5 separate regions of the Sus scrofa genome follow, and all the other regions are linked to region 5. Evidence: chromatin contacts called from public HiChIP or PLAC-seq and promoter capture Hi-C data. All regions are on one chromosome and are shown on one strand. The core of a region is the stretch at or near the end of the contact, and the rest is flanking DNA. Distances in the headings are between cores, read along the strand shown.

Region 1 (5,784 bases), core at 2,311-4,810, 770 kb after region 5:
TAGACTTTAGCTTACTTTTTTAGTTAATCCAAAATCTATTCTCATACCCTCCAATTAGCCCTGTATTAAAAGCTGTCTGTACTTCTATGCCTCTGGGTACAGATCTAATATCATACATAGAATTGATATCTGTCAAAAGTTAGATTCTATGACATTAGAATAAAGATTCCTACTATCTTCCCCTTTTACCTTTCATATAACTTTATACTTTTAATGCAATAATCATTACTTTATACTTTTATAAAGTATAAAGTATTTTATTTTTATTGCATGTATTCTAGTTGTTGACATGTACCTCTCATTGTATTCCACATACTAGATTGTTAATTTCTTTAAGGCAGGGAAACATAACTATCTTTCAATTTTCTCCTCCTATTCCATCCCTTCCCATGCTCTAACCCCTTCCTCAATAATGTAGCATTTATTTATAACAATTAGTTGGGTAGATATGTGGTCTAATTTTTCTTAGTCTCCATTTCAGCTGTGGAAGTGAGTTGGCATCTAAGGTCTTTCCTAGCCTTAATATGACAATCAATGCTTTAGATTGACAATTATACATTCCTGAGCAATTTTTAAGCAGGTGGTAGCTTAAAAAAATTAATTAGCACAACCTAAAAAGCATAGGCTGCTCTAAATAAATAATCAAAGGAAGAACAATGTAGTACAGGCATATGAGAAAACATATTTAAAAGATTCATAAGACCTTATTCTAACTGATCTGTGTGTGATGTGAAAAACAACACCAATACTTTTTTAGGGTTCATACTAAGCAAACTGTAGTTACTTATTTGATCAAGAAACTAAATGCTATAATGGCATACACATAAAATGAATTTTTTAAAAAACTGAGTACTTACTATGTGCCATGCACTAAGTCATTTACATGAAATGATGCATTTAATTTTCATTGTATATCAGTGGTGGAGGGCGAGGCATAGTCTAAATTTCTAGAATTAGATTATAAAATATAAAATAAAATGAAATTGTTTAAATTGTATTAAAGCTATTTTCTAAGCACAAATGACTGTAAGACATTTAAGCTATTTGTCTTTAATAATTCATTATGAGTATGTTATCTTAGCTCAAGGTATTTCTCAAGCACTATTTCATATAAATTTCATGGGATTAAAACAAATTATTTAGATTCAATCTATTGCATTTGGAGTGGACAAGCAATGAGATCCTACTGCATAGCATAGGGAACTATATCCAGTCAATTGTGATGGAACATGATGGAGGATAATGTGAGAAAAAGAATGTATATATATATATATATATATAGGTATGACTGGTCATTTGCTCTACAGCAGAAATTGACAGAACACTATAAATCAACTAATATGGAAAAAATAAAAATCATTAAAAATTAAATAAATAAAATAAAACAAATTATACAAGTTTAAGAGCTCAGAAGTTTAAATATAAATTTCAACATAATGTCTTATTTAATCTTATTCATATTAAATCTGAACACCCTAAAAATAGTAACTATTATATAACAATAACATAGCAAAAATTTTAAACAGCAAAATGAGGAAAAAAAGAGTTTAATAATTCACTTGCTAAAATTCTTAGTTAATTTGGGAATAAAATCCAGAATATCTTTTTTTTTCTTTTTCACTGAATAACCATATTATCTTTCTTCTAAATAGACTTAGTCTCAAGTGATAAATTATTCTCTGTATCTTATACATTTAGCCTAACTGGGGAGTTCAAAGCATATAAAGGACCTTTTATAGATTAGTTTTTATTGAAAACCCCTGTTTCCTCAAATCTGCTTTTCTCCTTTTCCTGCCAAATGTTTCTGTTTCATTACATCATTAAAATGAATTTTGGGATGCTCCTCCATTTTAAACATATTTTTAACTGAAATATTTATGAAATACAAATAAATTTAACTTAAAAATCATATTTTTAAGGGAACTGTGAAGAAGGTCTACCAATTGAAATGCAACTATTAATAGTTCAAAGAAATTAAAATATCTATGTTGATTTATGAAGTTGGGTTACTTGTTTCACCTAGACAGGGAAGTTGGCATGTTTGCCTAGCAACAGCCGCTAAAACCTTCTGTTGTGGAAGGTTCCCTAGTAGTGAGAAGGGAGGAGGAGGAAAAACTGGAGGAACGGATTAATCTGTTTTCCCCAGCAGGGGACTGAGGCCTGGCTGGAGAAGGGAAAGGCTATCCAAGAGATAGACTTTAGATTAGCACACACTAACCTAATCCTCCCATGGTAGCTACAAGTTTGCTCATTGTAGGACTGCGACCACTATTTAAGGGGTTGAAGAGATGCTTAGAGACCTAGCCCACTTCAAAGAGAGGAAATTCCAATCAGTTGAAAGACATCAATGGATCTTCTGAAAAGAAGCTGAAATCTGTGTAGCAAGAGGGTGTTAGCAACTAAAAAGAACTTCCCTGCTCAGAGTTTAGGAAGGTGTGTGATATATTTACAAATAATATAAAAACGCTATCTTTTATAGTGATTTGGTTTATTACCTTAAAGTCAGGAGCTTCTTTAAATATAGTACTTCTCTTGGTATTGGTGATATATGCAATGAAGAAAGGACTGGAAAGCAAAAATTTCTGCTCCCTTGACCAAGACCTGAAGTAAAAAGAAAAGAACATGATAATGCAGAGAAATATTGACTGGGTGCTTATTTTTAAGGACCATCTCTCTCCTCTCTTCCAGATGATTTATTTTGAAGTTAGGATGTATGGTATGAAAAGAATTCCATTTCTCTCTCTCCCTCCTGCATGTGACAAGTTCCTGGGCCAGGGATTGAACCCACGCCACAGCAGTGACCCAAGCCACTTCAGTGACAATGATGGCTCCTTAACCTGCTGCACCACAAGGGAACTCACATTTCTCTCCTTTCTTAAAAGCAAGTATTTGGCTAAACTGAATCATCTTGAAGTGGTCTCCCATTATCCCAAATCAAAATGCCTTGTTTTCCTTGAGAGAAGAAATTTTCAATATCGCATGACTAACTTTTAGATCCAAGAGCTCTTCTATGGGCCCAATTTTTTTCTGTCCTCCCTTAGACAGCTCTTCACTGGTCACACAGGTCTGGAGAGACATTTTGGGGCCGTGAATGTCTGGCCTTTGGGTGGTTTAGACCTGTTGGGAGCCTGAACTCTTTGGGAGCTCTGTGAGAAAAGTGACCAGGGCCAAGCTGGTTAATCAAGAACCATGATAAAATGAGATAAGAACAAATTCTCCTGGGGTGGATGAGAGAGGTGAAAAAGAAACAACAGTATAGGGAGGAGCTGAGAAAGCCAAGGGCGTAGAGGTAAGCACGGGATTGGCTGGAAACCTCAGAAATTTTGCAGTTCACCCTCGCTGTCTGGCCTCTTGCCCGGCTGGGCTCCAAGGCGCTGGTGGACCAGTTTTTCGGCTCAGGGCGTGGGTGCGCTCCGGAAGCAGGCAGCGAGCGTCGCCACCCTCCCTCCGGGGCGTTGGCGGCCGGTGACTCAGAGTTTTGCTCCGGCGCCCGCCCCGCCCTCCTCTTGCCCCGCCTTCGGAGGGAGGAGCCTCTCCCTCGTCTCCGCCCCAGTCTCTGGGGCGGGCCGGAGCCCGAGGAAGAGGAAGGGGGCGAGGACAACGAGCGACCGGGCGGGGGCGGAGGAGGAGGAGGAAGAGGAGGCAGACCAACAAGATGGCCCCTGCTGCAGGAGCAGCCTCAGCAGCAGCAGGTGGGAAGCCGGAGGCGGCGCTGGCGGTAGCAGCGACGGCCGTGGCCCGGCGGCCTGGGACAGAGTCAGAGTCGACGGTGGCGGCGGCGGCGGCGGTGGCTGCCCCGGCGGTGGCAACGGCCGCGGGGACTCGGAGCTGAGAGGAGCTGCTGCTCGGATCAGCGCGGTGAGCGAGCGGCAGGCGGCGGCGGCGGCGTGGGGAGCGGGGCGGCCACGGCCAGGCCTCGGTCGGGAACAATAGGCAGCCGCGGCGGGGTAGAAGCTGTCCTCCGCCGCCCTCGGCTCCTCGGCCGTAGCGTTCGCCCGCCCCGCCTCAGGCCCCGCCGGCGGCGGCGGGGTGGGGGGGGCCTTGTCAGTGTCCGGCGTCCTTTAGGCCTCAGGCCTCCGCGTGCCGCCGGAAGGGCCTGGCGGGGTGAGTAGGCCGTGGGGAGGTGCAGACGCCGCCCTGGACGAGGGAGGTCGAGGGAGGCTCCGGCCTGAGGGAGGGGGCCGCAGGGCTGCTCAGCCTCTCTGTTAGTCCGAGGGCCTCGGCCGGGAGGCGGGTGAGCACGGGAAATGCTTTTTGGACCCTCAGTCTGTGGGGGTGGGGAAGGTGAAGGCGTCTGTAAACAGGCGCCGCCTCTGCTTCCCTGCACCTCGGGAGCTCCCTTCTGCTCCTTAAGCACTGTCCTTCCTCAGCCCATTGGGTTTTACTACGTCTGTTTCCCTGGAGCTACTGCAGATTGAGCCTGATAGTCTTTCTTCCCGGCGGTGATAGGAAGGTTATGTTTGCAGGTGTCTTTCAAAAAATATTTTTGGTGCAACAAAAACAAACCTACAAGGTAGATGTGATTTTCGACGAGAGCTAGAGAGAGCCAAAGGATGATCCTCTTTAAACACTTCTGGGTATCAATTGTCTCTAAACATCAGTTTTGCCTATGTCCTGGGTGAGAGTGAAACAAGGGCTCTTTTGGAGCAGTAAATAATATAACTCTTGACATCCCAGAATAGTCCCTGAAACTGGAAACAAAGCCACTTAGTGCTACGCGAAGACAAATTGTAATGCTTGAATAGAACTTTTCTTCAAAGGGACTGTTTTTGAATTATTAATGTGCTGCATAACAAGCAACGTTAACTAGCATAAAATGGACCTAGTGAAGCGTTTCTTTGGGAGACAGAAGTCTCTAGGCTAGAATTTCTTATGTCTCTAAATAATTTTCAAAAACTAGGAGCAACTGTTCTGCTTTGAAGGTTTAATCTTATCAAGAGATAGCTCCTCATTACAGTTGCCCTGCATAGTGGTGTTTGAAAACTTCAGCAGTTAGCTACTATTTCTCCTAAACTTAATTTCTCAAGGCCTCTATCATGAACATTTCCAAGTAATGGGGAAAATTTCTCAAGGTGTGCAGAAATTTATATTAAAATTGTTTGGATGCATCCAAAAGACTGCTTTCCACTATTTAACATTCAATTGCATGGTCCTGTGCTGTGCAGAGATGCCAGTTAATATCTTTTACCCTTTAGGGTAAATTTTTTAATTCGAATTGTCCATGTCTGTTGTAATTCAGAGTCTTTTCAGGTTATATGAAGTTTAACGAGTGGCACTTGTCCTTAGTTCTTCCACAAGAGTTGACAGTAAATAGACTAGCAATTGAATAAACGTGGAGGTTACACTATTTTGTTCTATTTTTTTATTGTTTAGGATTGAAGTCTAATGAGTGAATATAAATGACTTTCATCTTATATCTAGCTTAAATAATGTGGATGTTTTGACTTTTTAGGTAGTGGGTAAAGGACTACTTTCACATGTCTTTCTGGTGTGAATTTTCTGGGAATAAATTTCAGAAAGGGCTTTTAAGTATTCAAAGTGATGATTTAATCATTCAATCAGGGGGGTTTTTTGCTGAATTTTTTAGGACTAGAAGAATGCAAATAAACTATCATAATGATATTTAAGTTTATTGTTACTCTAAACCTATTAGAACCATTGTGAGTTATGAGTTTGTAAATTATAAGTGATCAGTGTGCTTTGTTGTGAAAACAAATCTTACGTTGTATCAAGGACTAATTTGCCTCATCCTTATCATTTTCTTGACAACAAAGATTTTTTACG
Region 2 (5,865 bases), core at 2,356-4,855, 910 kb after region 5:
CTTCCTGCTTTAACAGAATTAGAATGCAAGTCTTTTTTTTTTTTTTTTTTGGTCTTTTTAGGGTCGCACCCATGGCATACAAAAGTTCCCAGGCTAGGGGTCCAATCGGAGCTGTAGCCGCTGGCCTACGCAAGAGCCACAGCAACACAGGATCCGAGCTGCGTCTGCAACCTACACCACATCTCATGGCAACGCCATATCCTTAACCCACTGACCTAGGCCAGGGATCGAACCTGCAACCTCATGGTTCCTAGTCGGGTTCGCTAACCGTTGTGCCACGACGGGAACTCCAAAATGCAAGTCTTTTGGCACACTTCTAGTCCCCACAACATCAACTTATTTTGACTAATAAGGAAGACGCTCTTTGTATCACACAGAGGTCCTGCTTTAGCGATGTCTGCATAACAGTCATTAGATGGGCAAAAAAACCCAAAACTTACCTGTCAATTTCACTGCTTGTTGGTCTAGCCACCTTGGCTCCTGAAGATCCTAAACTGTAGTTTTCCTGTCCTACAGAACCATGGCCTGTGGTGTCAATCACCATGGCTGTGACTTCCTCTGCACTACTCCCATCTTCTCCGGAAGGCTGATTCTCAGGCCCAAGCCACTCTTCTAGATTTTCAGTTTTGATGTGTACTGCTCCAAGGACTCTAACTTCATCATCACTCCGGGCCCCTCTGTCGGCTACTCCCGTCTCCACATACCACTGTCCTGCTCGGTTGATCCTCAGGATGGGCTCCCTGCTCTCGACGTCAGAACTCTGCTCAATTATCTGAGGGCTGGTGGACTCCTCAGGAGGACTGAGCTCCCTGATATCCAGCACCGTGCTAACCTGACCTCGCCGGTTTCCCTTTGGAGTATTATGTCGGGGGCTAAGAGAGCGGTTCAGATTTGGTGTAACTCTGTGAGACTCTGGAGGTCCCTCTGGATGCTTTGTCCTCGTTTGACTTAATTCAGCTTCAACCTCAGCCACATTAATTTTGAAATGAATGCCCTCCAGGATCTGTGTACATTTGTCTATAATATGCTGCATTTGCAGAAAACTGGCAGCTGTCAGGTAGCTGATGATATCTGCCAGTTGCAGGCATATTCGCCCCGTGTAACAGAAAGAAAGGAGCTGCTCGAAAACAGTAGGGTTCTTGATGACTGAGATAGAGACAGTACTCATCTCATTCAAGGACATGTGATCTCGGAAATAGGGGGAGCTGGCTGCCAGTACCACTTTGTGAGCCCTAAAAGCTTGTCCTTGCACATTGACCACGATGTCACAGAGACGTCCCTGCATGCGCAGTTGGTTTAGATGGCTTAGGACTGAGTTGCTGAAATCAGGTATCTCCAGTTGTATGTTCCCACCTTTCTCCATGGTCGTGTCTGAGGGTATAGGCAGGCATTCAACCCTGCTAAAAGAAGAAACCATATCCTCGTTAATAATTATAATTTCACTCTACTCAGGCTTTCTAATCCAAACCTATTAAAATATTATTTGGTTAAATTTCAAAATCTCTAAGTAAAAAGAGATACTTTCCTTATGTTCAAATATGGAAAAGTACCAACAGGTTTAACAGTGTAGGTTTCGCAACAAGATACCGTTTAAACCAAAAATTGATTGTTAGGCTTCTAAAAATTCAAACTATGTCCATACTTTCCTTCTTAACAAGCTATGTAACATCAAAACTGAAGTTCAACAGGGGAGGGGAGCAGTTGTGAGTTCTTATTTTTTAAGTGTTAATCATAAGGTATTTGCACACAATATAAAATCCAGTGACAATTTTTCTTTGTAGAAAGAAAGACAGCTTTTTAAATAATGTTAATTATTCACAGATGGGCTGATGAGACATCCCTTTTCTTAATACTTTACTAGATGCTACATGGGTTATGTTTATTATTTTAAAAAGTGATGAATATCCCACATGAATGTAAGCCATTATTTCTAAACTGAAAAGTCAGAGCCCCAACAAAAAGGATTTGGGTTTAGGACTGGGAGGCAAACTCTAGGTTGGGAAAAATGCCAAGCTGTGTCAGGACTCAAAATGCAGAGAACTTGGAAGTTCCTGCTGTGGTGCAGCATGTTAAGATCCAGGGTTGTCTTTGTGGTAGCATGGGTTTGTTCCCCATCTTGAGAACTTCCATATGCCAGCGGGTGCAGCCAAAAAAAAAAAGAAAAAGAAAAAGAAAAGAAAAGAAGATGCAGAGAACTTGAAGAAGGTCACATTTAGGATTAGGAAAGGGTAGGTAAACCTGCCTCTATCTAAATTCAAAGTTGGAGATTTCAGGGTGGTAACGACACTCTGATTCTGAAATTTAGTTCCCCAAAGCTGTTAATAAAATACAAGTAACAAAGCATTCATCATGTATGGCCAGTATTTTTACATTAAAAGATTTTTTAAAATAGCTGAACCATTAAGCCTGTAACCGCATCCAATAGTCTTCACTGGTTGAGAGTAGTTTGTATAAATCCCATAAAGAAGACATTGACTTGAGCTCAACGTGTTTCCATTTATCCGTAAATTTAGAAGACATTACATGGTTACCTAAGACCTGAAACTTCAGGAATTTATGCTGACTAGCTCACGGTATTGCCCCGCATTTACAACAGACTTATCAGTAAATAGGAAGTGTATACACAGCTTCTGAGAACCAACTTTAGCCAATCTGACCTTTTTCCAAAGCGTTTTGGTTTGTTTTGAAACTTTTAATCCAATAAGAGCCTCTGTCGATGCCATCATGAATTCAGATGTTTATTTTGGAGCCTACACCAGCGCCTTTTTTGTTTGCTCTTTCCGGCAATTCCCCAGTGAGGAGGAAGCCCCTGGAGTAAGTAAGGTCTTTCTCTATCGTCGGCACTGGAGGGGTGACAGCTGTAAAGAGGGAGAATAGGGAACCGCATGGGGTTGGCCACTCTGGTACTTGAGTGGCTTTCGTCGCCTTTAGGAGACGGGGAAGGGGAAACGAGCAGAAGATAGAAATGCCACCAAGGACCAGAAGCGAAAAGGGGAGCAAGGCGTGCGTGGGGCAGGGGAGCGAGCAATCAGGTGAGGGTAAAGGACCGGGAAGGGGGCGGCGCCCAGGGACCCGATCCAGGCGGTAGGCGTAGGCGGGCGGGGAGCTGCCCAGAGGTGGGTGTGTGTATCTGGGTGTGTCCGGGCTGCCGTGGGGGAGGGGGCCGCCCATCCCGGGGTCCTGAGGGAGGGGCTCGCCGAGGGGGCGGGTCCGGCAGCTCAGCCCGGCCCGGGGCCAAGAGGGTGGAAGGTCTCCCGGTGCCTTGAGGCGGGGTAGGAGGGAAGTGGCTGAACGCCCCAGGAGTACGCTGTGGCGGAGACCAGGCGAACCGGCCCCAATGCAGGGCAGCAGGACCCGCTTGCGAGGCCCGAGCCCAGTTAAGGAGCAGCACCTACCTCCGGGGGTGGAAATGGGCCGGAATGGGCCGGAACACCGTCCCGGAAGTGAAACCCCCCACCCCCTCCCCCAGAGCGGGCTACGTGCCGGAAGGAAATCACTCACCCTTACACCGCCCCTCTCCCCCCTCCCCCAGCGCTTTCCGTCCCTCGCGCCCCCTCCCCTCTCTTCTTTTCCTCCTCAGTCGGTAGGAGGGCGGGCGCTCTGTGTCACGTGGCCGGCCTGTCCACGCCCACAACGGCGAGCAGGAGCTGGTCAAGAGGTGGGGCCAGGGGGGAGCTTAGCGGACGGAAAGGAGCTACGGTTGGAGGAGGAGACTGAGGGAGGGGGAAGACTGGAGAGGGATGCTGGCGGAGAGAATGCGTCGTGACGTCACGGAAAAGAGTCCTTATATACTGGCGCCTGGGCGCCATCTCAGTCTTTCGAGGCTGCGGGTTGGCTCTTGGTGAGTGTGTTTTCTTTGTTTAAGTAAATTCTTGGTCTGAGGCCTCCAGTTTTTGGCAGTTAAAATCGCCAGTCCCTTTTAGGCCAGTCGCAGGCCTTCGCAGGGCTCAGAAGATAAGAATGGTGGAGCAGTGCGCCTTGGGTGGCCGGCGTGGCCTGATTTGTATTCGATTTGTTGGGTCGCACTGCGGAAAAACCTCGGCTCGGGGCCCTGCCTCTGATGAAGCCTGTGTTGGTAGGGACATCTGAGACTTGATGAATGCCAACGGCTCTGATGGCGGTGCTTGCCGAGTTGCCGAGCGGGTTTCTGTTAATGCCTTCTGCTCTTGCCTCTTCCCGTCTCTCAGTAAGGCCACGTGAGCCTCTAAATGGCTGCATTCCCCATTGCAGCATTTTAGTGCCCTCAGAATGCTCCTGTGAAATTTTGAGTGGTGTAGTAAAAGACCTGCAAACATGATGGGGAGACGACAATGATTAGATGTGGGGAAAAAACGAATTTTGGGAGTTCTTTGATGGCCTAGCAGGTTGAGGCTCCTGCATTCTCTGCGCTGTGGTTCTGGCTGCTGCTGTGCCGCGTAGGTTCGATCCCCGGACCAGGAATGCCCAGACACTATACTGCATGTGTGGCAAAAAAGAAAATACAAAAGAAAAAAATCTAATTTTGAAAATCCCTAATCTTTTCTAGGAATGGTGCTAGGGATGAATGCAATGTGGCTTTTGATGGCTTCTGATGGGCAGGTAAGAAACAGCTAAATGGAGAAGAATGGGATCTGCTTAGGTGATTTTTTTGTTAAGCCTATGATGGTTAAAGAGTAGTGGGCAGAAGGAATTTCTGAAAAATTCAATTCTGAGGCTTAAATTCTTAAGATATTAATGGTTAGCTTAGCAACGCAGTATGTTTCATTAGATTTCCTTTGTTTTCTAGCTAAGCGCCCAGGATATGAGAATCGCTGCTGGGGTGAGTTATAGAAATTCCCTCCACCAGGGGTGTTAGGTTGACAATTCCTTTGTGCCATAATGATGACATTTTATTTGCTACTCTTGACAGTGAGGATGACGAGAATCCTTACCACCATTATTCTAACTGAGGCACACAAAACAGTGGTTTAGAGGACATAGAAATTGCTCCTAAGCTTACATGAAACTGTTTCTTCCCAGGTTGTAAAGCGCAAGCTTAACACTGTATTTGTGGGCAAAAAGGTGAGAAACCTTTTTAAAGTCTATATACCCAGTGCTGTCCAATTCTTTGTATTTTTAGGGGTTGACAAATCACCAAATCAATGTTGATGGTTAAATTAGCGTTTTGCTCCCCTTTTCAAACCTGAAATTCTGCACCTTAGTTTTATACTTAACTTGCGGGGATCTGAAGAAACAGATACTGTGATGGTTGCATAGTTCAACAGATTGAATCATGAAAGAGTTAACATATGACTGAGTATCTGGGTTGGGAAAACTTTGGCTAATAGCATAAGCAAAGTACCACTTCTAATCTGACTTCTATTTTTGTAGGTGCTAGGCAGAGTTAGCTGAAAGGTGAAGAGGTAAGTAAAATTGTAATTGAACTAAACATTGGTGACTGGGCAAAGATGACAGAATGCCTCTGATGGGTTTTTAGGACTGCCTTTTAATACACGTGAAGCAATCCTACCATGAAGTGCTTGGACAGTGCTGAATGCATTAAGGCCAAATCCTTGTCTTGTTACCGTAAGGTGTATTGCTTTGGAAGAGCAGCCTGTGTGATGATAAGCGTATACTGACTGAACATGAAGGTCTTATATTAGCTCTATCTGATTTCAGGCATTTTTTAGGTTTCTGGGGAATAATTCATCTTTGACTACTGTAAAACCACTCTTTATTTCTTTAGGTGAACTTGTCTGACATGTCTGGACCAGCCTTTTTAGTGGGTAAGCATTAATGTTTAAAGCAAAATTTAGTAGGCTCAAAACTTAGGGTAATGCTGACAAGGTAGAATGCCTAAGCTAATTTTGTATGTTTGATTTGCAAACGTATGTTGAGCATGCTTTA
Region 3 (5,919 bases), core at 1,392-3,891, 660 kb after region 5:
GATCCAGTGGCTCTGGCGTAGGCCGGTGGCTACAGTTCCCATTACACCTCTAGCCTGGGAAACTCTATGTGCCGTGGCTGTGGTACTAAAAGACAAAAAAAAGTTTTGCTACTTAGCTTCTCCTCTCTTCAAAGCTAACCTCTAGAAGCCTGGCTATCCTCAACTAATACTATTTTTACTTGGCGCAACAGAATTCCTTCTTTTGACTACTCCAAAAGAATGGATAAAAGGACTATCAGTTTTAATGCTGAATCAACTGAGTTCAAATGAATATACAGTAATTAAACAAGTTCAAATTTGGGTTAAGGCAAAAAAAATTTTAATTATAAGTTTTTAGAAGCCACAAATTTAGAATTGGTGAGCTAATAAACATGAAAACCCCTGTTTCACATACCCAATGAAATTCTGTTATTCAAATAAAAAACATTACAACTCATAGAGTGAAAAGAAAATGATCTGAATTACAAAACAATTAGCAAAAATTATCAGAACATCGTAATTATAATGTATAACATTCCCATCAAATAACTCAGGCCAAAAAAAAAAGTTATAAACTTAGTCACACCTTTTAAGGTTGATTCCTTCACTTACTTCATGTCCCAATAACATTGGGGACCTTGTTTCTAGCTTTCCAGAATACAATATTGGCTATATAATACATTCACATATAAACACTGCCCAACTACATCCATTCCTCCCCACATGACTTGGTGTGGGTAATATCAGGGCACATTATTGCCTGGCTTAATAGAGACACCACACTTTTTTTTTTCTTTTCTGTCTTTTTGTCATTTCTTGGGCCGCTCCCTCGGCATATGGAGGTTCCCAGGCTAGGGGTCTAACCGGACCTACGCCAGAGCCACAGCAGCGTGGGATCCGAGCCACGTCTGCAACCTACACCACAGCTCATGACAATGCCGGATCGTTAACCCACTGAGCAAGGCCAGGGATCAAACCCACAACCTCATAGTTCCCAGTCGGATTCGTTAACCACTGAGCCACAAAGGGAACTCCAATAGAGACACGACTCTAACTCAAGAGTCTCAACTCACCCCCCCAACCACTGAGTGTTTAATATAATATGATGATAATGTATACATTAAATTTATCTGGTCTTTCTCCTTTGTAATTTCATTGTCAGTTTCACATAAGACTCTGTTGAGATAATGAATCACAGGCCAGTTTTCCAGTACTGGCAACTTGTGCACCAATATTTTCCATGGACAAAATCCACTTCCAATTTGCCCACAAGCAAACTTCATGTTTGTATCTTCTGACATCAGACTATTGGATATACTACAAAAGTGCAACAGAAGCCACACATAAACACTCATGAGAAAAGTCAGAAGGCTTTCGTGATAATTATGTTTTCAGAATTCTAACAGGCAACTACCTACTTCCCTCCATGTACAAGAAAATGTAAATGTATTTTTAAAAATCCCTTAAGTTTCCAGTACCAAACATTCAGACCCTGAAATCAGTTTCCAGACAGCACTGAAATCTGTCAGGCAAGCAAAAGTTCTCCTTACCATTAGCAATAATGAGGATGGCATTTCTCATTACTTACATGAAACCCTCAAGTCTGCAAGTGACCATCTAATTTTGGTACATTTCTAAGATAATCCTATCTGAGTGTACAAGGAGAATACACAAGCACCTGGACCCAGAAACAGACCCTGTCAGACCAGTCCCCTAACACCCGGCCACCTCCTGCTAGCCGGTGGCCCCTTTCCACATGCTGACGCACTGCCCAGCCCTGCACCGTTGGCGACCAGTGCAAAGTACTAGCCCAGTCTCAGAAACTTTGACTCAGTTATCAGGACACTGAGCACATACAACCTGGACAGGGGTTGTTTGACATGGCCAGGCGGTCAACTTTGAAGCGGGGCATTTCTTGCAGGTAGAGATCTGCCCAGGACGCAGCCCATCCCAGACTGCAAAACCACAAGCATCAACAGCAAGAGCGGAGCAAAGTGCCGCCGGGCGGAGACAGGCGGAGCGCGAGGGCGAGACCAGGTCAAGAACACATGTCTGAATGTGGGTAAGAAAATCCTAACCACTCGCCCCCGGACGTGGGGCTGCTGGGACTTCGAACCCGGCAGCAGCCACAGTGCAGCAGCGGGCGGCAGCGGCGGAGGCGGCGACAATGTCAGGAGGGCACAGCTGAAAGCGAGCACCCGTCACCACCCGCCCCAGGTGAGGGGCGCCGACCCAGCCTGCCGCCTGCCTGCTCGGGCCGCGGGGGGCGGCCACCGGGAGAACGGCGATGTCGGGGAAGCGACCGACAATCCTAAACCCTCCTCCCGAGTCCTCTCGCATCCCGTCCCGGGCCCGGCCCCCACCACAATCCTCCTCCGGCTCAGCCCCAGGGACAACACCCCCAGCCGGGCCGGCGGCTCCGGGCCGCCCGTCCGCCCACCGGCCCCTAGGAGGCCGCCCTCGCCTCACCTCCTCACGTCTCCGCGGACAGGGCCGGAACAACTCTACCAGGCGCTCGAGTCCCACCCGCCGCCCCGCGCTCTGCGGCCGGGCCCGTCCCGTTCACTCCACAGCCGCCGGAGCCCTAGGAGGGCGGAGGGAGTAAGGCGGAGGGAGCGGAGTGGGGAGGGGAGGAGGACCGCCCGGCAGGAAGAGGCGAGGGAGGGGCGGGCCGAGAAGGAGGAGGAGGGTCGGGAGCGCGCGCGTCCGGGCCCCTCGGCGCGGCGTGCGCGCTCCTGAGGGCAGAAGCACCTCCTCTGCTCAGGGCGGTGGGCGCGCATGCGCACACATGTCTCCGCCTGGCCGAGATTTCGCTGGTGCAGGGGAGAGAAGAGCTGGCAGACCTGGGTTGTTAGGGGTAGGGACCTGGAAAGCGGCAAGAGGCGCTCGCCGCGCTTCAGAGCCTTCCGGAGAGATAACTGCGCCCGTGAACCAGCCCGTGCTGGCTCGAGCCCCGAGCGACCTGGGCCGAGTTTCTGCCCAGAAGTTACTGAGCTCTTAGATAATTCTGAGTTTAAGGCAGTTGTGTTCTTGCTCATAAAGCCTGGTTTACAAATATTTTCAGTCTTAATGTCCCGTAATCCTCAGAGAAGTCAATTTAAAGAATGCTACCTTTTCTCACCAGTTTCTTGTCTTCGCCTCTTTCAGTGTCTTGTGTACTTAGGAAGCACCACCTTGCTGGTTCGTTTTGTGGGACTCCGGGGAGACTGAATAAGAAAATATCCTGCGAGTAAGGAACTGGAAACATGTATTTATGAAGAAAATGTACCCTCATTTGCACCTTTTTATCCTTTAGGGTAATAAATTGGGGGTACAAACTATTAAAGATAAAAATAAGCCAACTCGTTTTCATCTACTAGTATTTACTGATCCTTCAACTCTGAACATCCTCCTTCCTAGATCCTGCAGCCAGAAATGACCAGGAAATTTTCCAAATTTCCTCAGCACTTTGTTACTATACATTTGTGTCACCTAATATATTCAGCTTTCTCTAGGGAAATCTGTGCAAAATTTTCTCCCACTAGAGAATCTTTGAGAACCTGCTTCATTCATTTTTAATCTTCCATCATGCCTAGTATAGTGTCTGACCCATAGAAACTACTCCATAAATGTTATCATACACTGAAGCCAGAGTTAAGTGCAGGTCCAATGGTTTCCGTTCTAGAATGGCTTCTTTGGTTTAAAATTCTCCCTTTGTCCCACTTCATTTCTCCTGTACTCATTTCCCTACCTAAGTCCAAAAGCCACCCTGAGAAATGTGTCATTTGTCCAAAGAGCCTTCTCAAATTCTACACATGCACACACACACCTACCTTTTTCCTAATTTAAATGTCTGTAGATGCCAGGACATATCAAGAATATCACATCTATTTTGTGTTTCCCCCACCTTGCCAGAAAGTCCTTTAACCTCCTGAGAGTCTACCTAGCTCTGGACCTCAATAAATGCTAAACTTTTGATATTTAATAAAGTTAAGGTTAGAATAACTCAATTCATCTGTGTTTATTAATAAATAAGCCAACAAGTAGATTCTAAGTCTCTGCTAAATAAATTACTATTAAACTTAACTCTGGGCACCATAAGAAAGACAACAGATGAAAAAGACATAGTTTCTGCCTTCTGATACCTGCTAACTGAAAAAAGCTTTCTGGCAAAAAGGGCAACACTCTTGGGAGTTCCCGTCGTGGCTCGGTGGAAACCAATCTGACTAGTATCCATGAGGACGCAGGTTCAATCCCTGGCCTCCATCAGTGGGTTAGGGATCCGGCGTTGCTGAGATCTATGGTGTAGGTCACAGACATGGCTGTGGCTGTGGCATAGGCCGGCAGCTACAGCTCCAATTGGACCCCTGGCCTGGGAACCTCCACATGCTGAGGGAGTGTCTCTAAAAAGAGAAAAAAAAAAAAAGGAAAAGGGCAATACTCTTATAATTATCTACACTCAATAAGAACCTTAGCTCCCAGAAAAGGAAATATATGTTTAAATCATAAGTCCAAAATAAGTTTAGTGTTCCCAAAATTCAGTTCCATATGCCTTTGGCAGCAATAATAATATCCACCATTGGCTGTTGCCAGTTAATTCTATTAAAGCGGAGCATAATAGCTAAGTCACTACTATAGGATCATTGATGTGACAGCTTGCTACAAAAAAAAAAAAAAAAGAACTCTGTTCCAGGGCCACATGTTACACCTCTAATCTCCAGGGGTCATTCTGTAAACCTGACCTCGTCCTCATAATAGAACTTGGATAAGAGATGTCATAAGAGAACCTAAATAAGAGACAGTGAAGGTGATTTGGTACAAGCTCATCCTCACAACCAGGAAAACAGTTCTAAGTACAGGCCAAAGAACTACGAACAAAGCATTCTTCATATAATGTGCGCTGCTCACGTCTCTCGCCTCTGTGACTTTCTTAGCATTAAGTATATGCTAGCAGTGCTGATCCATGAAAGGGCTGCAGCTCTCACTTTGAGGGGAAGTGTTATAAAATGTTCTAGCATGATTCATAACATGACAGAAACTGGTGGCCTAGATCCAGATCTAACCCATAAACACATTTAATTTGACCTGCATGGTGCATAAAAAATTAGCCAAGTTAAAAACCAGAGGATTTCACATGCTTTTCAGGCTTCTTTCTAAAAAGCAGAAGATCTGGTAACAGTGGGCTTACATTTTCACATGGTGACAGTAAGCTACAGGACATGCATTCTCTCTTTTCCCAAAGTCTATACATTCCTTATTGTACCCTATACTACCCTGTTTCCTTCATGTGGGTCTGCAATTCCAATTTAAAATATCATAATATTGGGGTTCCTGTCATGGCTCAGCACAGACGAATCTGACTAGCATCCATGAAGATGCAGGTTTGATCCCTGGCCTCACTTAGCAGGTTAAGGATCCGGCATTGCCATGAGCTGTGGGTGTAGGTCGAAGACGTGGCTCAGATCCGGCATTGCAGTGGCTGTGGTGTAGGCCAGCAGCTGCAGTTCCAATTGGATCCCTAGCCTGGGAACTTCCATATGCTGAGGGTGCAGCCCTAAAAAGACAAAAATTAAAATATCATAATATCAAAAAACTGGAAACAATGTTGAATGAAAATGGAAGTGTTTAAAATGTGGTATTTAATGGAGCGGGATATTATATTGCTTTTATAATGAGCATTATTGATTGACTCCTTAGTGTGCATTTCCAGCCATCTGCAATTGTTAAGGCAGCTAATGAATTTAATGGGAATAGACCCAGCTCCAGCTCTAAGTGTAGACCCTAATTGAGGTACATAATCAGCCTAATAAGGTCCTCAACGGACTTTGTCAGTGATAGATACTAATACAGCTCTAAATTGGTCCAGTTATAAAAACAAAGATCTCTGTTGGGAGAAGAAAAGTGTGCTCTCACTCTCTCTCTATCTCTGTCTGTCTGTCTGTCTGTCTGTCTGTCTCTCTC
Region 4 (5,405 bases), core at 2,548-5,047, 950 kb after region 5:
TTTTTAGGGCCACACCTGAAGCATATGGAAGTTCCTGGGATAGGGGTTGAATCAGAGCTCCAGCTGCCCGCCTACGCCACAGCCACAGCCAATGAGGGATCCAGTGGGTTGCAGATCTTTAACCCAATGAAGAAGGCCAGGGATCGAACCTGCATCCTCATGGATACTGTTTGGTTTCTTTACTGATGAGCCACAATGGGAACTCCGAAATGCCACTTTTTTCATTTACAATTTCAACTTTTATTATTAGCTGTTTGTACAGTTTACTAATGCTAACCAGATGGCTTATTAATGAAAAGGCAGATTTAAAAATTTTTTAAATTGTATTGGCTTAAGTCTTTATAAGAAAATTTAACTAAATATGGAAACTTTCCAATATTAAAGTCCAAAGGTAATATTTTAGGATATCAGAGGCATCTGATTGGTCACTTTTTAAGTACAGCAATATAAACTCTTTTCTTTTCCTAAAAATAAGATACCATATAAAATTTTCTAGAAAAGGTCCAATACTAACTTAATACTTCTAAAACCCCAAAAGGCTCTCAAAATCCCAACATTTTAGCATTCAATCTTTCTCATAATTTTCTTTTTTTCCTTTTTCTATCTCTCATTATTCTTAGTACCAGGAAGAAGTACAGAAAGCCTCCTCAGATTTTGAGTTCAGGAGATAAAAGTCACTCAGTGTATGCGTAAAATAGCCACCCATTTGGGACATATTCTTTAGGAAGTTCACACAATCTATGTATTTTGGATCTCTTCACTGTGAATTAATGTATTATTCAAATATGTTTTTTTGTTTGTTTTTTGTCTTTTTGCCTTTTCTAGGGCCGCTCCCGTGGCATATGGAGGGTTCCCAGGCTAGGGGTTGAATTGGAGCTGTAGCCACCGGCCTACGCCAGAGCCACAGCAACGCAGGACCCCAGCCACCTCTGCAACCTACACCACAGCTCACGGCAACTCCAGATCCTTAAGCCACTGAGCAAGGCCAGGGATTGAACCCGCAACCTCATGGTTCCTAGTCGTATTTGTTAACCACTGAGCCACGACGGGAACTCCATGTTTTGTTTTTTTTAAAATGAGAGTTGCAATGTTTATTTCACGTTCTCTCTCTTTTTTTTTTTTGCTACACAGGCAGTATGTGGGAATTCCTGGGCCAGGGACTGAACCTACCCTGCAGAGCAGCAACCAGAGCCACAGTAGTAAGAGTGTGGAAGCCTCATCCCACTAGGCCATCAGAGAACTCCCTCAAATATGCTTTGTAATATAGAGATGAACAAATGGGCTCTACCACTGAGGAATCACTCTTCATCTTTTTAGGCTTTTTCTCTACCTAAACATAAACAATGCTTTTTTATGCTACTGATGCTTAACAGCTTACCCAATTATTGGTCCCAGGGTTCAGTAACTTATTTATTTTTTTTTGTCTTTTTTAGGGCTGCTCCCGCTGCATATGGAGGTCCCCAGACTGGAGTCAAATCGGAGCCACTGGCCTACACCACAGCCAGAGCAATGCAGGATCTGACCCCAGTCTGTGACCTACACCACAGCTCAGGGTAACACCAGATCTTTAACCCACTGATGGAGGCCAGGGATGGAACCCGAAACCTCATGGTTCCTAGTCGGATTCATTTCTGCTAAGCCATGACAGGAAACTCCAGTGTTCAGTTACTTTTATCACCATGTATTCTTTTTTTTTTTTTTTTTTGGGTCTTTTTGCCTTTTCTAGGGCTGCTCTCACTGCATATAGAGGTTCCCAGGCTAGGGATCTAATCAGAGCTGTAGCTGCCAGCCTATGCCAGGGCCACAGCAACACGGGATCCCAGTCGCATCTGCAACCTACACCACAGCTCGTGGCAACAATGGATCCTTAACCCACTGAGCAAGGGCAGGGACCGAACCCGCAACCTCATGGTTCTTGTCGGATTCGTTAACCACTTCACCATGACAGAACTCCTATCACCATGTATTCTTAAACTGTTTCTATCTACCTGCGGTACTGAATCCATCCACACAAGGTGACTTCTTGGCCTAAGTGAGACGAACGCAACTCTCCACAAGTGTTGGTTCGGGCAACAAAGCTACTGAGTTCTTAAAAAAAGAAGAGAAAAAAAGGAAGATTAAAAGTACATTATTTGCAAATTGTTTGAGAATATACTTTCAGTTCATATCATTCCTATCTTAATGGATGATATTTACAAAGAATGTAATCAATCACTATGAAATTTACCTATACATGTGTCAAAAGCCAAGTAACTGTCTTAATGTAAATTTTTGCCTTGGCACAACTGTAAATCAACTATATTTTATTTTATTTTATTATTTTTTTTTTTTTTTTGTCTTTTGTCTTTTTGTTGTTGTTGTTGCTATTTCTTGGGCCGCTCCCGCGGCATATGGAGGTTCCCAGGCTAGGGGTTGAATCAGAGCTGTAGCCACCGGCCTACGCCAGAGCCACAGCAACGCGGGATCCGAGCCGCGTCTGCAACCTACACCACAGCTCACGGCAACGCCGGATCGTCACCCACTGAGCAAGGGCAGGGACCGAACCCGCAACCTCATGGTTCCTAGTCGGATTCGTTAACCACTGCGCCACGACGGGAACTCCCTATATTTTAATAATAAAAAAAGGAATCTAAATATTTTTTATCACCCAGCATTTGCACTGACCCAAAATGCACTCTTCATAATAGTGCACATTTCTTCCCCAAACAAAACAGGGTCTTGGGAATTACAGAAGTAGAGTAACTAGCTTTAGTATGAATCTGGAGTGAAAACAGTCACTTGTACACTAGAAAACCATATTTAAAGTATAAAAGAATTTTTTAGGCTTCTTATTCGCAACATAAAAACTAAATGAATAGCTTATATTCATGTGACTACTTTTCTAGTCTTTTTAAAACTGCAGGAGGAAAACTACATCATAAGAAATCAAGAGAGTGAATGATGTGCTTCTGCACATAAAGCTATCCAGTCAAGACTAGGGGATAAATGGAATAAGCACTCTGGCTACAGAGAACAGGAGAAAGTGCTGTTCAGCGGACAAAGCTTTTCTGCATTCACCTGGAATACTCCTCTGTGAAGTCAGTATCAGACTTCGGGAGAGAAAACCCCAGAACGGCTGGGTAGTCTTTCCGGTGGGTCTGGATAAACCCCTGAATAGCCGACTTAGCCAGCAGAACATGTTATAGCCGCAGGATGGCGAAACGCTCACGAATCAAAAGCTGCAGGTGTTGGATGGTGGTCAAAAGTCAGTTTTGGAAATACATACAAAGCCCTTAAAATGCTAGGAGTTCACGCTCTCTTTAATATTTAAGCCCCTGTCTGCTGAACATTCAAGTGCACCTATCTGCAAATTAGATAAATTTGCAAAATCTTTGGGGCCTTTGGGAAAATTGAATACGGGAAAGACCTTTTAAGACTTTCCCCCTCCTCTCAGTGCATCCATTACCACTTCTATTAGCAAAGAAAGCTTCGGCCAGAAGTGACGAGCGAATGATTCCATATAGCAGCATATGGCGAGACCCGGCAGCCACGCACAGGGAGCAGGGGTCAGGCGGGAGGCGGACGCCCTTCCCTTCCTTTCCACGCTTCCCCGAAAGTTCCCCGCAGGCAGAACCTGAAAACAGGCAAGAACCCAGTCTTGCTTTTCAAATCTTTCAAACCTGACGGCCGATCTCGGGTCTTCAGAAAGAGGAAGGCAAGCAAGTCTAACACGTTACTGGAGGTCGAAGAACACACTCCACCGCTGGGAGCCAAGCACCCCTTAACACACCCAGCGAACAGCCAAGATAAATGGAGGGATTCAACCAATCAGAGCAGGGGGATTCCGCCATCTTCACTATGGGCGGAAATTTGAAGGAACGCTTCGTGCCGGTGGTAACGTACGGAGCGCAACACTGCGCAATTAGGAGCGCGAACGCTACCAATGTTTAGTGCGCTCCCGTGCCCTCAGTTAAAATGGGGACCAGAGTTGCTTCGCCGGCTTAGAATAGGCTCCACGGAGACGTCCTGCGTCCGGCCGCAGAGCGAGTCGGGAAACGATTTTAAACAGAGGCGGCGGCTGACGCTAAATTGCCGCTTCTCAGCGGCGGCTTTTCAGAGCTGGCCTTGGCCCCCGAAGGCTCAGGTGGAGAAAGCGAGTTGGCACACACTGTCTCTTGCCCCGCTGCCTCTGCGGGCAGCAGCCGACTCCTCAGGAGCGAGGATCACGGAGCTGGGTGGCCGGGTCAGCGGAAATGTTCTTCCGGCCTGAAGTCTCGGGCTCGGCTGGCGTCTGAGGGAGCCGGAGGTCTTGTTGCTGCTCCCGTCTGTGTCGGTCGTGCACCCACTTGTAGAACTAGAGGGACTTTAGAAAGAGGTTCCTCCAGACTTTATTTTAGCTGTCGTTTTGGCGGCTTTTTTACTTCAGAGGATTTCAGTCTCAACGTAGTTGGATACAGACTTGAAGAATGATTCGTGAAGGGAATGGTTGACAGCGTTATTACGGCATTTTTTGGGTAAGATGCTTTTTTATTGGTCCAGGCTTGGCAGTAAACTTTATATTTTGACGTTTTGTGTGGTCGTTATCTTTAGAGTACTTAGATACTTTGATATCTTGGCATTGGGCTCAGCATTGGCTTGGGTTGATTGGATTTAGGTGTGCAAAAATGATTTGAGTCAGAGTCCCTTCCTTCACGGACGTAACACAAGAAAAACAGCTAAGTTGTGTTCTGAACTGCAAGGGCTGGAGGAATTGGCTGGAGAGCTAACTCCTCTGTGGATACTTGGAAGCTTCTCCTGAAGGGATGAAACCTGCAGCGTGAATTGGATTTAGTCAGTCAGATGAGTCCAGAGAAGAAGGCTTAACTGTCAGTAGGTTGAATAAAAAAGTTAGCAGAAGCAAACTGGACAGGCATGAGGAATAGGGTAATGAGCATTCTGGGGTAGGGGGCACGTGTTTGGGTGTAGGGAGTGGGAGGGAGAGAGAGAATTCCTTTATTTTTTTTATATTTTTGTCTTTTTGCAATTTCTTGGGCTGCTCCCGCAACATATGGAGGTTCCCAGGCTAGGGGTCTAATCGGAGCTGTAGCTGCCAGCCTATGCCAGAGCCACAGCAAGTTGGGATCCGAGCCGCGTCTGCGACCTACACCACAGCTCACAGCAAAGCCAGATCCTTAACCCACTGAGCAAGGCCAGGGATCGAACCTGCAACTTCATGGCTCCTAGTCGGATTCCTTAACCACTGCGCCACGAAGGGAACTCCGAGAATTCCTTTATAGTAGGGAGAGGTATCAGCGAAACTTTGAGCATCCGTTAACTTTTTAATGTTTAGAATTCTGGCTTTATTTCTTTCTATGTAGACCATGGATTCTTATGATGCAGCAGAATCGACTCCTAGACAGAGTGCGTCTTTAAGGCTTAAAGATTAC
Region 5 (5,674 bases), core at 1,536-4,035:
AAAAAAAGTTACAACCAATTTCCCAATATAGTTATTTTTTAAAACGCACATAGCAAACAATTGTTTTGCCAAGCACTGTTTACAACCCTGTGAAATGGATACCACTGTGGCCCAGAGATGCACCATAACTTGCCCAAAGTATGTGTAGAGAAAACATGACAGAGAATTTAAGTGCTAGGACTGAGGACTTCTCACCTTCCAACTGCCCTCTCAGTGGAACGACTCTCAGTTTTTGCAATCGGCTTTAATTTAACGAAGCTTCACGTCCAAAGGCTGGTGTAAAAGGAGTGAAAAGAGCCTGAGGATAACGTGAAGGTGACCAGCTCTTGGGTCCACGGTTGGATCCACCTGCCGCCGAGAACCGCAACACACCTCCGCTCACCTACAGCGCCGACCGCCGGCCGGGGTTGTGGAAGGCATCCAACGGCAACTTTCCGGGGTAAGCGAAGCCCCGAAGGCCCGCAGTGGCCGGTCGGCACCGGGGCCGCCACAGCTGGGCGGGTGGGAGGCCGCGGGGAAGCGCGGGAACCCAAGGACGCAGGAAAGCTGCCAGACAGGCAGGTGTCGCCGGCAGCCGCAGCGCAGCTCGATAGGGGAAACAGGGCGGTGGGGCGAAGGACGCAGCGGGAAGCTTTAGTAAGGCCGAGGGAGGAAGATGAGGCCAGACCCCTTACCTCTTCCAAAGCTGAAGCCATGGTCGAGCTGCGTCAGGCAAGGCCCGAGCTCCACCGGCACAGGGCGAGAACAGGAACGCCGCAACGAGCGCGCTGATTCCAAGCGCAGATCGCACGGACACGAGTCGCAGTGGCCGTGGCCGCGGCCTGAGAACACGCCCGACTCTGAACGGGAGAGCAGCCGGCCTCCGGCACGCGGCGCCTCTGGAACCTTCGCGAGTCCGTCGCCGAAGGCCCACCCCGCTCCAGCACCGCCTATAGGGCTTGGCCCCGCCCTGCCTATCCTGGCCCCGCCCCGCCCACCTCGCCCCGTAGCAACGGCTCAACTCTCGCGATCAAACCGGCAGTTCGAGAAGAGTAACGCCTCTTCCTTCCCGCCTGGGCAACTGTACGTAATTTACTTTGACCCCCATCGCGCCGACTGCGCAGTCGCAGCTCGAAACCGCCGCTTCTGCTTACCTTAAACCACCCCGGAAATAACGCACCAATCTTCGGGGCCTAAACCGGAAGTTGACTAGGCAGTCGAGTGGTTCGGTGCGCTCTAGGACCCGGGGCCACTTCGTCGGCCATCTTGTCTAAGACTGTGAACGTATGCGAGTAAAGGACGAAAAAAGGGATAAAGGCGAGCCTACGTGTGCTAAAACGGGAAAAAACGAGGACATTAAGTGCGCAGGATCCTGAGGGGAACGGTTGTGTTTTCACTGGGTTCTGGCGCTCTGGGGACGTCAGGATTCAGCGTATACGACGTGGTGGCGTCATCACCGGTCGCAGTAGGAGGTGGGGTTGCGTTGGCCGTGTGGCGGGACCCAGTGGCGGCTCCGAAGCGGAGTAAGCTTCCTAATATGCTGGGCGCCTCCCGGGGTGGCTGAGTTTGCTTCCTTCATCGACCAGTCACCAGATTTGGATTCGATTTCAGTGAGCCTATTAATGTCAAAGAAAATGTGAGCTAAGATTTCCTGAGGCTGCATTCTGCTCCGGTTCTGACTCCTGCAGCCCGGCTTAGTAAGGCCCTTGAAAAACTCACTTTTCAGATAGATTATTTTAGCCTTTGGGGACCTCAAAACGTCTGAAACACGGTTGAGAATGTAGACGGTTACCCCTGAGATGTCAAATAACCCACACTCGGCTTTATCAACCCCAAGGTAAAGATGATCCGCAAGTCACAGAAGGAAAAAAGTACAGAAAAATGCAGGGCCATTATCTCAATAAAGAATCAGAAGTACAATACAAAAACAAATTACTTTTGCACACAACTTATGGACGTTAAGGAAAAGATGCTAGAACTAGAGAAGTTCATATCGTTTGATTCCATTTAAACAAAATCTAAAGCTGTGAGACTGAAAATCAGGTTGTGTTTGGGAAGACAGTGACAGAAAGAAGCCACGAGGGGGCTTTTGAGATTCGGCTAATTTTTTTTTCTTGATTTGAGCCCTGGTTACAGATGTGTTCACTGTGTAGAAATTTCATTGAGCGTCCTTCTGTGCAGTTTCTTGTGTATGTTATTTTTAACTAAAAGTTATATTTAAGTAGGCCCAAGAGGTAATTTTCCTGGTAGAAATGTAATACCGATAACAATCGTCAAGATTCGTAGGACTGAACTCCAAAGATCTGTGCATTTTATTTATACTTCAGGTTTTTTTTAAAAAGTGTCTAACTGGAAGCTTGGAATTATTTAGGCACTTAAATAGGAACAGATATCCCATTGCACTATGTGAAAATTTGACCTAATGCAGTGGTAAAAATTTGCTTGATTATGCACCTGGAGCAACTCCACCCCTCAGATATCCTAAAGTCACAAGTTTTAAACACCACCTATATGTTCATTCCCACCACTCTTCGGAAATCCAGACGGTCTCTGCGTGGATGTCTCATAAGCAGGTCCAACTCAGCTTGTGTAAAAAAACGCCTCTCAATTTCTCGTCCTCACACCTCATTGCAATTCTTACAATGATTTGCTAGCTCTGTGAATGGCCACCTCATTCTCTTAATTGCTCAGGCCAAGAAGTCATACTTGAGTCTTCAGTTTCAGGTCCTACATCCCATCTTCTGGCAAGTCTTGGTTTTATCTTCAAAGTATGTTGGTAATAAAACTACTTCTCATAATCTCCACTGCTACCAACTGAGACTAAGGTGTCATTATTTTGTCTGGATTTTTATCCTCTTAACTGGTTTCTCTCCTTCTCCACAGTTTTCCACAGGGCAGCCAGAATAACCTTCACAATTGTATAGAATAAAGTCCAGACTCCTCACTATAACCCAGGATGTTCTACATGATTTTATATCTCACCTTTTATAAATTTCCCATCTCATGGAATTCATCTCTCACCACTCTCCCCTCTCCCTGGTTTAAACACTGGTATTTTTGTCATTCCTTGAATCCACTGAGTTTCTTCTTACCTCTGGTTCTGCATGTAAACTTTGCTTTCTCTCTGGAATGGTTTCCCACCAGATCGTCACTTGGCTTTGTCTGTCTTCCCTTTCTGCCCGCATTTAAAACACCTCAGAATTCCCATTCTTAGGAGTCAACAAAACAAAATTCTGCTTCTCTCCAGATGTATACTATAATTGTCCATACATCTATCATGTAGAAGCAAAACTGACTCCTTGCTCTGCTGCCATTACGAGTAATTGGGTACATGGGATCTCAAAGCAAAAACAAAAACTTTGTATCCTGAGATAGATAAAAAAACAACAAAAACAAACAAAAACCAACATCATCAACATACACATCAGTTCATTGTGTCTAGTTCTAGTTCCCCAATGAAACTCTGAACCTGAGCTTTTCCTATAAAATTAGACTCCTTAAAAATCAAACACACTTTATCTCTGACTTTTGCAATGCTAATGTCTAATAAAAGTATGGATAATAGTGAGAATTACTGTTTCTCAGCAGGAACAAACTACTTACAGAGTCTATACTTGGAAATTGTATAGTTTTTTCCTATAAATATTGTAATTTCTGTTTGGTGAGTTCATCTTTCTGCAGCCTGAACTTCCTTGTAAGTGAATTATTAAAAGATTGTGCTTTGAGTGCCCTTTTGACAGTAATCAAAAGTTTTGTTAAAGTGTAATTTCAAAAAGGTGAAATCAAGATTCTCAGGCAAATATAAAATGAGCTTTGCTATTTCATACAACTCATTGGTTAATGATAGAATCAATAAGTTGTTAAAACTATCAAAAAGTGCATTTGCATAGCTGAGTACTTATGGGCAATTTAACAATGGAATGTTAGTGTACATTTTCAAAGTTAGACATAAGCTGGTTAATGTCCTATGGTGTAGTAAACTACATATGGCCTTTGGAGTTATGTGTTCCTCTGGAAGGAAAATAGGGATTTGCACACTACTGAACAAAAATCTACAAGTTAACAAGTAACTTCACTAAGTGTAGGACCTTTAATCAGTAGTGAACAGTGAGTTCCACTTACTATTATGTCAAGACTACTCATGACCTCCTGTCAAATTCAGTAGATATTTTCTGAATAATTTACTTTTGATGTAAAATTTCTCATTGTTTTAACTACAACATGGACCAAACAAAAGATGTCTGTAGTCTGGGTTTGGGCCACAAACTAATTTTACAATCTCTGATTAGTATTTTTTTTAAAATACTGAATTGTAAGAGGAGATCTGCAATCTGACTTTCATTCAGTTCCATGTACACCCTGAATGAAAAGCAAGTTAGAAAAAAACACAAATCAGGATTCTAGGCACCCTGCCTTCACTCCAGGAGAGCCTCTGGAGCACTGTTGGATTATATAATGACACCCACTGTGACTCTCAAAGGCTAGCAGTAGCCACCCAATCCAGGACTAGCCAAGCATATTTTTGCAAGATTTTGGAATTGGGATGCTGAGATGCTAGTCCATCTCTGCTGGTCACTTGAAGACATGTAAACTTGGAAGCTGTGCATTTAGAAGCAGATGCCTCTTTTCAAAGAGGCAGGAGCAGATAAGCATCACCTGGCAAAACAAGCAGAAGAGTGATTATGAGAACAGTTGCTTAGGTTCCTGATAGAATACCAGTTCTCTCTCCCCATTGCTGCCTCAGGCCCAACAATTTAGCTTTTGGTAGCTATGAATTAAATATACTTTTTTCTTCTTATTTAATTGCATTATTAGTAAGCTAGCTGGAGAGAGTTTCTGTTAACTTGCAACCAAAGAATCTCTACAGAGAGGAATACAGGGCACTTGGCTGTGCTGTACAGGATATCGTTTTGTAGGGTAGGTATAACCTGGAACAAATTCCTGTGTATTTCTTCTTGCTTGTGTAGAGTCTAGTGTCAGATAAGTTTTACATAAAAACCGGGTTCAGATGATTCAGAATAAAATCAACTAAAGAAAGTAAAAAAGACATGTATGGTTTCCAGAACAAATGTTTATTACTGCTTAATGGGGCCAAAGGGGCAACACAAAGCATTGAAAACATCACTGGCTCACAAAAACAGTCACCTTGCTACCTTCTTGCATTTGTTTACTTCACAAGGCTTCATTCACACGTGAAAACAAGATACTAATCCAATTCAAGTTCATAACAATTATAAAAGTAAACATTTGTTGGGACAATGTACAATAAATTGCACTTTTCTTAACAAGCATTACATTTACATTTATAGAGTGTACTATACATAATACATGGAATTATGGAAACATCTAATTGGTCAGTGTTTAGAGAGGAGAAAAGCTGCTCACTAATTTCTTTTGTAGTCAATTAGCACAGTTTGGTCTAATCAACTCCTTTATTCTGGAACCTGTTTTCATTGGAGAAGCCATGGACAAAATCATAGAATTCACAAAAATAGATGGCATAGAATTTCTACTACCTCCCCAGCAAGGGGAAAGGTAGGAATTGAAATAAATAAAGTGGGACTGAGAAACTTTTTTTCTTTATTTGAATTAAGGATCCATATATTATGCAAAATACCAAAAATAGTGAAACTGATGCAAAGGTTATTGGAATCTTGGATTCTGGGACCATTTCCAGGCTTTATTCTTGTGCTTT

What was found. Promoter capture Hi-C pulls out the DNA fragments that hold promoters and counts their contacts. HiChIP or PLAC-seq counts read pairs in DNA pulled down with a chosen protein or histone mark.
Region 1: an H3K27ac HiChIP or PLAC-seq map of alveolar macrophages shows a contact between it and region 5. The contact joins the promoter of RC3H1 here to the promoter of CACYBP in region 5. A contact is called at or near these places in 2 of 5 promoter capture datasets (fetal liver and liver), 2 of 47 Hi-C or Micro-C datasets (epiblast stem cells and heart right ventricle) and 2 of 2 datasets of contacts at active chromatin or transcription factors (alveolar macrophages and skeletal muscle).
Region 2: an H3K27ac HiChIP or PLAC-seq map of skeletal muscle shows a contact between it and region 5, with 5 times the contacts expected there. The contact joins the promoter of ZBTB37 here to the promoter of CACYBP in region 5. A contact is called at or near these places in 1 of 5 promoter capture datasets (fetal skeletal muscle), 2 of 47 Hi-C or Micro-C datasets (heart right ventricle and liver) and 2 of 2 datasets of contacts at active chromatin or transcription factors (alveolar macrophages and skeletal muscle).
Region 3: a promoter capture Hi-C map of liver shows a contact between it and region 5, with 3 times the contacts expected there. The contact joins the promoter of RABGAP1L here to the promoter of CACYBP in region 5. A contact is called at or near these places in 2 of 5 promoter capture datasets (fetal liver and liver), 1 of 47 Hi-C or Micro-C datasets (liver) and 2 of 2 datasets of contacts at active chromatin or transcription factors (alveolar macrophages and skeletal muscle).
Region 4: an H3K27ac HiChIP or PLAC-seq map of skeletal muscle shows a contact between it and region 5, with 5 times the contacts expected there. The contact joins the promoter of DARS2 here to the promoter of CACYBP in region 5. A contact is called at or near these places in 2 of 5 promoter capture datasets (fetal liver and liver) and 2 of 2 datasets of contacts at active chromatin or transcription factors (alveolar macrophages and skeletal muscle).

What each region holds. Positions count from the first base shown.
Region 1 is chr9:116,290,231-116,296,014 of Sscrofa11.1, reverse strand. RC3H1 (roquin-1) reads left to right here and starts at 3,560. Exons shown (of 20, transcript XM_005656721.3): 1 at 3,560-3,858.
Region 2 is chr9:116,146,974-116,152,838 of Sscrofa11.1, reverse strand. ZBTB37 (zinc finger and BTB domain-containing protein 37) reads right to left here and starts at 3,605. Exons shown (of 5, transcript XM_013989614.2): 1 at 3,502-3,605; 2 at 2,658-2,858; 3 at 441-1,400. The coding sequence starts at 1,363. It overlaps LOC110255511 (a long non-coding RNA gene), which reads left to right and starts at 3,706. Exons shown (of 11, transcript XR_002335927.1): 1 at 3,706-3,841; 2 at 4,526-4,578; 3 at 4,766-5,040; 4 at 5,350-5,381; 5 at 5,705-5,744.
Region 3 is chr9:116,399,140-116,405,058 of Sscrofa11.1, reverse strand. It overlaps RABGAP1L (rab GTPase-activating protein 1-like), which reads right to left and starts at 2,641. Exons shown (of 26, transcript XM_021102607.1): 1 at 2,449-2,641.
Region 4 is chr9:116,108,362-116,113,766 of Sscrofa11.1, reverse strand. It overlaps DARS2 (aspartate--tRNA ligase, mitochondrial), which reads right to left and starts at 3,797. Exons shown (of 19, transcript XM_021063655.1): 1 at 3,660-3,797; 2 at 3,058-3,218; 3 at 1,989-2,088. The coding sequence starts at 3,178. It overlaps CENPL (centromere protein L), which reads left to right and starts at 3,945. Exons shown (of 5, transcript XM_003357541.4): 1 at 3,945-4,493; 2 at 5,337-5,405. The coding sequence starts at 5,340.
Region 5 is chr9:117,059,414-117,065,087 of Sscrofa11.1, reverse strand. CACYBP (calcyclin-binding protein) reads right to left here and starts at 2,785. Exons shown (of 6, transcript XM_013989620.2): 1 at 1,134-2,785. RABGAP1L (rab GTPase-activating protein 1-like) reads right to left here. Exons shown (of 26, transcript XM_021102607.1): 26 at 5,031-5,674.